2 separate regions of the Sus scrofa genome follow, and region 2 is linked to region 1. Evidence: chromatin contacts called from public HiChIP or PLAC-seq data. All regions are on one chromosome and are shown on one strand. The core of a region is the stretch at or near the end of the contact, and the rest is flanking DNA. Distances in the headings are between cores, read along the strand shown. Region 1 has its middle 33 kb from the start of PMP2. Region 2 holds the start of FABP5 (fatty acid binding protein 5).

Evidence for each region. HiChIP or PLAC-seq counts read pairs in DNA pulled down with a chosen protein or histone mark.
Region 2: a contact with region 1 is called in an H3K27ac HiChIP or PLAC-seq map of skeletal muscle. The contact joins the promoter of FABP5 here to the enhancer-like site in region 1. A contact is called at or near these places in 6 of 47 Hi-C or Micro-C datasets (embryonic fibroblasts, heart right ventricle, omental adipose tissue and 2 more) and 2 of 2 datasets of contacts at active chromatin or transcription factors (alveolar macrophages and skeletal muscle).

Annotation. Positions count from the first base shown.
Region 1 is chr4:55,166,229-55,170,287 of Sscrofa11.1, reverse strand. No RefSeq gene overlaps it. Among named protein-coding and RNA genes, the nearest start is that of PMP2, 33 kb to the right of the region's middle. Within about 2 kb of position 2,022, at least 17 of the 83 cell types and tissues checked have an H3K27ac peak or open chromatin away from gene starts, as enhancers often do. A contact at or near this core is called in alveolar macrophages, omental adipose tissue, skeletal muscle and 1 more, where this site is marked.
Region 2 is chr4:55,280,753-55,284,700 of Sscrofa11.1, reverse strand. FABP5 (fatty acid binding protein 5) reads left to right here and starts at 2,116. Exons shown (of 4, transcript NM_001039746.2): 1 at 2,116-2,276. The coding sequence starts at 2,198.

The sequences.
Region 1 (4,059 bases), core at 773-3,272:
GTTAATTTATACACTACCAAGTAAAAACAAAATTACCTACCAATTTAACTAAAATGTAACGCTTATTATCAGGTGCTAGTATATGGAATACCTTAAGTAAAGATTCCTGTTTTAAGGTGTTTTGAATTCCTTTCTCATTATCTTTTTCTTGAGAGTTTGTATTTGTGGTGATAGAGGGGAATATAAGCTAGGAGGCACTTAGGAAACATTTACTGAGTGGCACTTATACTCTATGGGCAAATGAAATAATTCGAAGAATGCAAAGGTTTCATTGCAAGATTAGACACTGAAGTTCAATAATAGGAAGCCGTGAAAGAGGAGAAAGGAATGGACATGGTCAGAATGGAGAGGGGACTGTGGTAAGCGTGAACCTAAAGATGTAAGTTTTATCACTGATGATCACTTTTGAAATTTATTTAAACCCACAAAAATGTTGAGTCATTTAAGAACTGTATGAGGCCCCCTGCACGACTATAGCACTAGTTCCTTCCCAAACTTCCCTTCTCCCTTGATAAATTATATTGCGCACAGTCTTTTTTTCCATTTTACTATTTTTGAACAATAACAGAAAACACTAGGGGTGTGTTTTGATGGTGCAGCTGCAGGGGCATTGTTCTGGTCTGACTGATGTGATGAAGGATATCGAGAATTCAACAGCATAGTGATGACGACTTCTGGCAGGCAGCTTTAAACAGATCTCCGGGGTTTTGTGTGACTTGGGGCAGGTTTTTCCTGAGCCAAAGGGAAGAGAGTCATGGTTTTTTTACCTCACCTTTTGAGACATGTCCAGTAGTCATCCCAGATACAGCGAGTGACTGAGCTAAAAGAGGGACTACACATTGAAGGAGCTAAGTGCTGCTTGATCAGAAGACACTGAGTAGAGATGGGAGCGTTGTCAGAGGGGAATAGAGAAACTGACTAGTGGTGGTGTTATTTAAAAAAAAAATGAAATGGAAATACTTCCTGATGTTACTGTAAAGTGAGACAGATAAGGGAAATCTTAAAAACACTTAATAAGATTTAGGAGCTTGAAATTTTACATTTTCGAAGACAACATGGATCTATTTTTTTCAAAATGAAAGTGTCACTGGAAAGATGTTATTGGAATCCAGGTTCTTGTTCATGGAGCCGAAGAATGAACTTCACCAACGCACAGGCAGCAAGTAAGCAAAGGTCTTTATCACAGGAAAGCAAATAGCTCCCAGCACAGACGCTGGGAGGGGGGAGGAAGAGTCTCCCTCTCTATTGTTCTATGAGATTTTTATCTCTTAAAGATAGGAGTACCAACATGGGGTCCAGATTATCAGTTCTTTTTCCCATTGGCCTTGACCAGTTTACCTACATCAGTCCCTGTCCTATAGGAGTCTTAGGGTAGATATATCCCATAAGTCTTATGGTTCCTTTGTTCTTCTCTTCCCCAGACTGGGAGTTGCCATTCCCCTCATTCCTTTTCTATCAGTTGAGGAGTGGGTTCGAGATTAACATCCTTCTGGAGGCCTGTGGGGATGCTACTTCCTGGAACTCTTAAAAGTCACAGACGTTAATCAATGACCATATCAAAGAATATATCAAAGCCCATGTTGCTGCACTAACTACCTGAATTATTATTCTGCCTCAAAAGGAAAAGCAAAAGCGTTCCAAACTTCCTCCATATTTTCTAGATGTATTCTTGCCAGTGGCATGGAAAGCATCCACTCAACAGATATAGCCCTTTCTGTCTATGAATTGAGATACTCCATCCACAGTTGGCAGGAGCAAGAGGTTACCTCAAGTGTGGAGCTGCCTCATGGATTTTAAAATGCCAGAAGTCTCATCTTCCCCCAAGTCCCTCCCCACCAATTGTAAATCCCCAGTATGAGTGTTAACAAATTAGATAGATACATAGTCTCTCTAAGGACCCTTCTTCTCTTATCAGTTTATCACAAAAGAATACATGTTAGGATCAAGCCCTGAAGTAGGGTGTAAGCCTGGGTCAAAAGGTGAATCACAGTACATGCCTGGGAAGGGAACAGTCGTTCCAGAGGGAAGTGGGTGGGGTATTTCAGTGCTACCAGAATGGTTTTACATAGTTCCTGCTCCTCCATTACCCTCTAGTGAGTGTACATTTTACAATTCTATATTACTCGAGTCTTAAAGGGAGAAATATCTCATCAACTTTTTCTCCTGGGAATAAAGTCTGGAAATTATCAGGATGGAATTATACAGCATTACTTTATCTCCTGAAAGAGCATGTCTGAGCTCGAGGTTCTGTTCAGATAAAAGTTGGCCAAGAGACAACTCATTGGTTCTATGTTAGTTCCCCCCAGGTCATGGAAAAATTCCAGAAATGACAGCTTTCTTCCTGCCCATTATCAGGTATGGACTCCACCCTGCTGTTCTGTTCAAATGGTTCAGTTACTGAAAAAGAATACAAAGAAAAATAGAAGCAGAAGCATTTATTTGCCTTCTTACTAGGCCTTAACTATGTTTCTAAAATGGAGCCAAGGCATGAAATTCCTTCAGATGGACATAATCTTGTGGGACCAGCTGTACCAGTGAAGCCCCTGAATGCAATAAAATGGTATTGAGAATTTTATCATGCCCTTTCTGCTGGAAAGAATTTATATTTTTCATCGGCTTCTCAAATGCCACCATGGCCCAAGAAATTCTACGAACTATCAGAGAAGATTTAAAGCTTTGAGTGAGTAACTCTGCTCTGAGGGGAAAAGGACTGTAAAGGAGGAAGTTATAATGAACACAGTTTTAATAATGTCATCTGGTGCAACATTGCATGAAACAGACAGTACAATGTACAATCATACTTAGTTTGAGTCATTGCAATTTGCAGTCATTTGACTTTTGTGTTGTATACAAAGCTACATATTGCTATAATTTGCAGTTTCAGGCATTTAGGGGAGTGGGAGCTGATCTCCCACTGGAAGTTTACTTCTCTAAGAGGTATGAAGGGTGGGGTCTGAATAGTGTGATTTAAAGGAAGGAGTCTTTTTTTGGGGGGGTACTCCCTCAGCATGACATAGTTCCCAGGTCAGGGTTTGAACCCTTGCCACAGCAGTAGCCCAAGCCACTGCAGTGATAAAGCTGAATCCTTAACCACTGGGCCACAAGAGATCTCCAGAAGGAGTCTTGATGAAATAAAAATGTCCACTCCTTTTATCTTTGATTGTTTGTTTGTTTGTTTGTTTTTGCTTTTTAGGGCTGTACCTGTGGCATAAGGAAGTTCCCAGGCTAGGGATCAAATCAGAGCTACAGCTGCCAGCCTACACAACAGCCACAGCAATGTAGAATCCGAGCCACGTATGTGACGTATACCCCGGCTCATGGCAATGCCAGATCCTTAACCCACTGAGCAAGGTCAGGGATGGAACCCATATCATCATGGACCCAAGTTGGGTTCGTTACTGCTGAGCCATGACAGGAATTCCTATCTTAGTTTAAATTGTTGCTTTTCTAATACTTTGCACTAAAACATAAATGAATCATAGAATTCCTAGCCTCTTAACTTCTCCCAGATCTGTGTATTTGTGTTGGTTTGATGGTTATTTAAAGAGCCTGGTATAGTTTTCTTAAAGGGTGAAGTAGAGGATGTTGGCAAAGTCCTTAATAGAGTTACTCATATCACCTCCCATCTTTTCCCTAGTGGTGTACCACTTAATATTCTAATATAACAGCATTTCATGATTATTATACTTTTTAACTGAGGTTAAATGGGAAAATAATATAAAGAGAGATATGAAATTATTTATTATCCTTGTTTGTAAAATCACTTAACAGAAAACACCAGTGACTTATTACTTATCATTTAAAAGGGGAAAATAAAACTTTTAGGAGTGAACAGTTATTTAGTAATGTAAATTTTATTTTAAGCAACAATTTACAATGGAAATTATTTATTTTCAATGCAAAATAAAACAAAGATGCTGTGGGTAGCACAAATATTAGAAATTCACTTCCAAATAAGCAAAAGTTTGAAAACAAAATCAATTTTATCCAGGAAATTAACTAGATATATTGTTATTTTGACAAATTTGATAAAGAAGCCAAAGCAATTAAAAATAGTAT
Region 2 (3,948 bases), core at 867-3,366, 110 kb before region 1:
TGACTCTTGGCTATCATTACCATATTCTATACAAAAATGGATAAAACCTGTTGAACTAACACATTGAAAATGAAAGTCCTGGGAGTTCCTGTTATGGCTCAGCAGAAACGAATATGACTAGTATCCATCAGGATGCAGGATACTGGCCTCACTCAGCGGGTTAAGGATCCCGCGTTGCCTTGCTGTGGTGTAGTTCACAGACGCGGCTTGGATCCTGCATTGCTGTGGCTGTGGTGTAGGCCAGCAGCTACATCTCCGATTTGACCCCTAGCCTGGTAACCTCCATATGCCATGGGTGCGGTCCTTTAAAAAAAGAACAACAACAACAAAAAAACAAAGTCCAGGAGTTCCCTGGTGGCCTAGTGGTTAAGGATCTGCCAATGTCCCTTCAGTGGCTTGGGTCACTGCTATGGTGTGGGTTCCATTCCTGGCCCAGGAACTTCCACATGCCTTGGATGTAGCCAAAAAATAAGAAAAGAAAGTTAAAGAAAAATAAGAAAGAAAAGAATGAAAGTTCAAACACATAGAAGCTGCTTCTCCAGGAGGCAGGAGGAGCTGGCTGTGCTTAGGGTCTGGAAGCCAGAACTTACTTCTTTGAGCAAATGATGTGCTCAGCCGCCCTCAGAACATGAAGTTCTTCTAAGCAGTAGAGGTGTGGAACATGCAGGCCCTGAGTGGCACAACTACGTGGCCTGAGTCATTCAGTATTAAAATCATACCACACGGAAGATGGAGGTGACCACAAAATTAGGGCAGGAACTTGAAAGGGCTATGGCGCTGGGGAGTAAATGTCCTGAGGCATGCTGGAAGATGACAAACCAACCTCAGCTTTCAGTTCAAGGAAGGTACAAGAACTAGTGTCTTGGTATAATTCAGGGCTGTAGCTCCTATTCTTAATCCCATAAGGAGGACAGGGAGCTAGGGGCAGTCAGGTGTGGTCCTATTTCATAAGCTCTTGAATGAGAAGGACTTGGGCAGGCATTCTGGTTCTGCCACTCTGCAAACTTTCCCTGCCTGATTTCCCTTTCAGAAAATTGGAGTAACCCTCTGTAGCACAAAACGGAGTGGAGAGCAGAGTTAATGGGTATAAGGTGGCCAGGAAGTACAGCATTCAGCATAAGTGGCTACTCAACAAATAGACCTTACCTCCACCAAGGTGGCTACCCTCTGTGTGTGGCAACTTCCTCACCTCACACCAACTCACTCCCACAGGCACCTGGGAGCACAAAGTAAGATACTGTGACACGCACACTTTGAAAAGCATAACATTCTATACCCAGTATAGGATATTCTTAGGATTAAAGGTGAAGAGGGAATGCATTGGAGTCTTAAGACTTGGGAGTCAGAGAGGAAAGCTTGAAGGGCTCACTCAGCGGAAAATACAAATAATAATACTTTCTTGAACGGGAACACTTAATAGCAAGGGCAGTCACTTAAGCTGATAGCTTCTACAGTCTCAGTTTGGAAACCGAACTTCCTGGGACTTTTCCAGCTACCCGGCACCTTCTGATAAAATGATCTAACTTAACTCAGGTATATTCCCATCCAGAGACCCCAGTTAGGCTGGGAGTGCCCTGAGCGTGGGAAGAAAAAGTTCTCTCCCCAGGGGCTAAGAGACAGGTTTGTCCCCTGACTATGAGCAGTGATTAGGGACGAAAAGAAGTCTACCAATCCATCAGTCACTCAAACCAATCCCTACCCTCGGAGCCCAGCGAATGCTAATCTATTCGTTTGGGGGTGTTTTGAATGGAAGAGAGGCGGCGGCTGGTGGATCCTCTGGCCCAGGAAAGACATGTCGTGTCCGCCGGTAGCGCCCCCCCCGGTTTACTGGACTTGCAGAGGCACGAGAACGGGCAGGGCCTGGCGTCCGGGGCGGCGTGGGGCACGCCGGGCGAGTCCCCGCTTGCAGGAGGCGCCAGGGGAACCCTCGCAGAGGTGGCAGGTGGAGCTGGTTCGCACGTACGGACCCCCCGGGAGTTAGGCCCGGGGGCTTGGGGGGCGGGGAGGGGAGGCGGGGAGGCGGGACGGGCGGGTGAGGCGAGCCTCTCATTGGCCGCAGGGAGCCTCCCAGCGCGCGCGCCGCCTTTATAAAGCAGCCGCAGTGGCCCAGCGGCTGCACGCCAGGCTCCCGGCACCCGCACGCCAGGCTCTAGGCACCAGTCCGCTTATTCGCTCCGCACGCCCGTCCGCGCCCGCCATGGCCTCCATCCAGCAGCTGGTCGGAAGATGGCGCTTAGTGGAGAGCAAAGGCTTTGACGAGTACATGAAGGAAGTAGGTGAGGTTCGCCGCCACGCGGCACGACAGCGTGGCACGTGTGACTGTGTCCCTAAGGCACCCCCTCGGCGTGTTGGGCTCAGGGGCTAGGCAGGCTCAATGCCTACCCTCGATCCCCTTAGCCCCTTCCACATCCCACGCCCACCACGCGGGCGAGCGGCGGGGAGGGCGCCTCCCTTTCGTCCCAGGACCCTGGGGACCATCTGCCTCGTAGCTTGCCCCGCTCTCTGCTGCTTTCCCCTGCCCCACGCGGTGGCTCCGCACTGCTTCCTGCCCTTCAGTGCGCTCACCCCCTCTAACCTCCAGCTTCATGTCTTTGACTATCCAGGCAGCCCCCCTAACTTTCTGTTTTCCTTCCCCCACCACTCCTCCTGCTCCTTCCTCCTCCTGCCACCGTCCACTCTCTCACACTCGCCCCGTGGTGGTCGCACCCACTCGCCCTTGAGCACCCTGCAGCATCTTTTGTTCCTAGATGGCGCGCGGGTCCCCCTCCTTCGTCTCCGCGGGGACGCGGTTTCCATCAGAAACCCTTTAGAGAGTCTGGACCAGGCTTCCCGCTTCAGCCTCTATTCCGCTCCGGGGGCATCTCCCCCACCCCCAAGCCCTCCACCTTCTCTCGCTGGGTGCGCAGAACCCTGTGGGTTGGCACAACTCCCTGGGGAGCGTCGGGGCATCCTCGCCTTCAGGCCCCAGAACAGCGCTCAGAGGCGTGGCGCTGGCAGCGCTGACCTGCTGGCACCGCCTGGCCGGGCGCCACAGTGAGCCGGTGGCCTGTGGGAGGGGTGCGGTAAGATCACCCGTACTGGGAGTGGGCGAGCGCTGCGACCCTGGCCTCGGCATCTTGAGGGTGAGGAGCAAAGAGGCTTTGTTGGAAAACTGCAGTCATACAAACTGCCGGCCCTCCTGGGGCTGTTTTCTAACTAGTGTCCAACATGGGCGTGGCCTTGCAGAAAGCACTTAACATCTTAAAAGCCTTCCAAGGATGAGTGATTCTCAGGTAGGAAGATTCAAGTTCTCTGATTCAGAATAGTGCCTGATTTTCTTTTGTTGTTTTCCTAAGCTGGTGACACGGATTGTATGCTGTGTTGAGACTGGACAGATTAACAAATAAAGATGAACGTTGTTGCAGGCCTTTAGGAAGTTGGATGGTGTAGCATAGCAAAGATCCTATCTGAGACCACTGCTGGGACTGTGGGGATCCTTTAGATAGAAGCCGCCCTTGCACAAACGTTTACCTGAGTGCTTTCTGGTGCAGAAGTCACTACAGAGACCTAGGTCCTGTGGTACTTAGGTGACACTCCTTTACTAGCCTTTAGGCAAGACATCAGCTGGTTAAGGCTGGCTCCCTGGTGAATCTTGAGTGTGTTTATAATTCTATGAGTGAAACAGGAAGGCGGTGTTTTTTTTCTCCACTGTAAATCTAGATCAAGGTAACTGGAAAAAGCAACCTAACTGCACTCATAAGAAGTGCAACATTTGTGTGTTCACCTGTGTGAGGACCAAACAGAGGCTGTTTTCTGTGCCCCCTGAAAGAGGGAATGTGTTTATCAGATGGCTACTTTCCAGAGTTCTAGAGTCATGAAGGTTGTCAAGGCTCAATTCAGCAGAGAGCAATCAAGGTGTGGGAAGAGCAAAGCCCTTTCTTTGTCCAAAGTGAGAATAAATAATGGCTC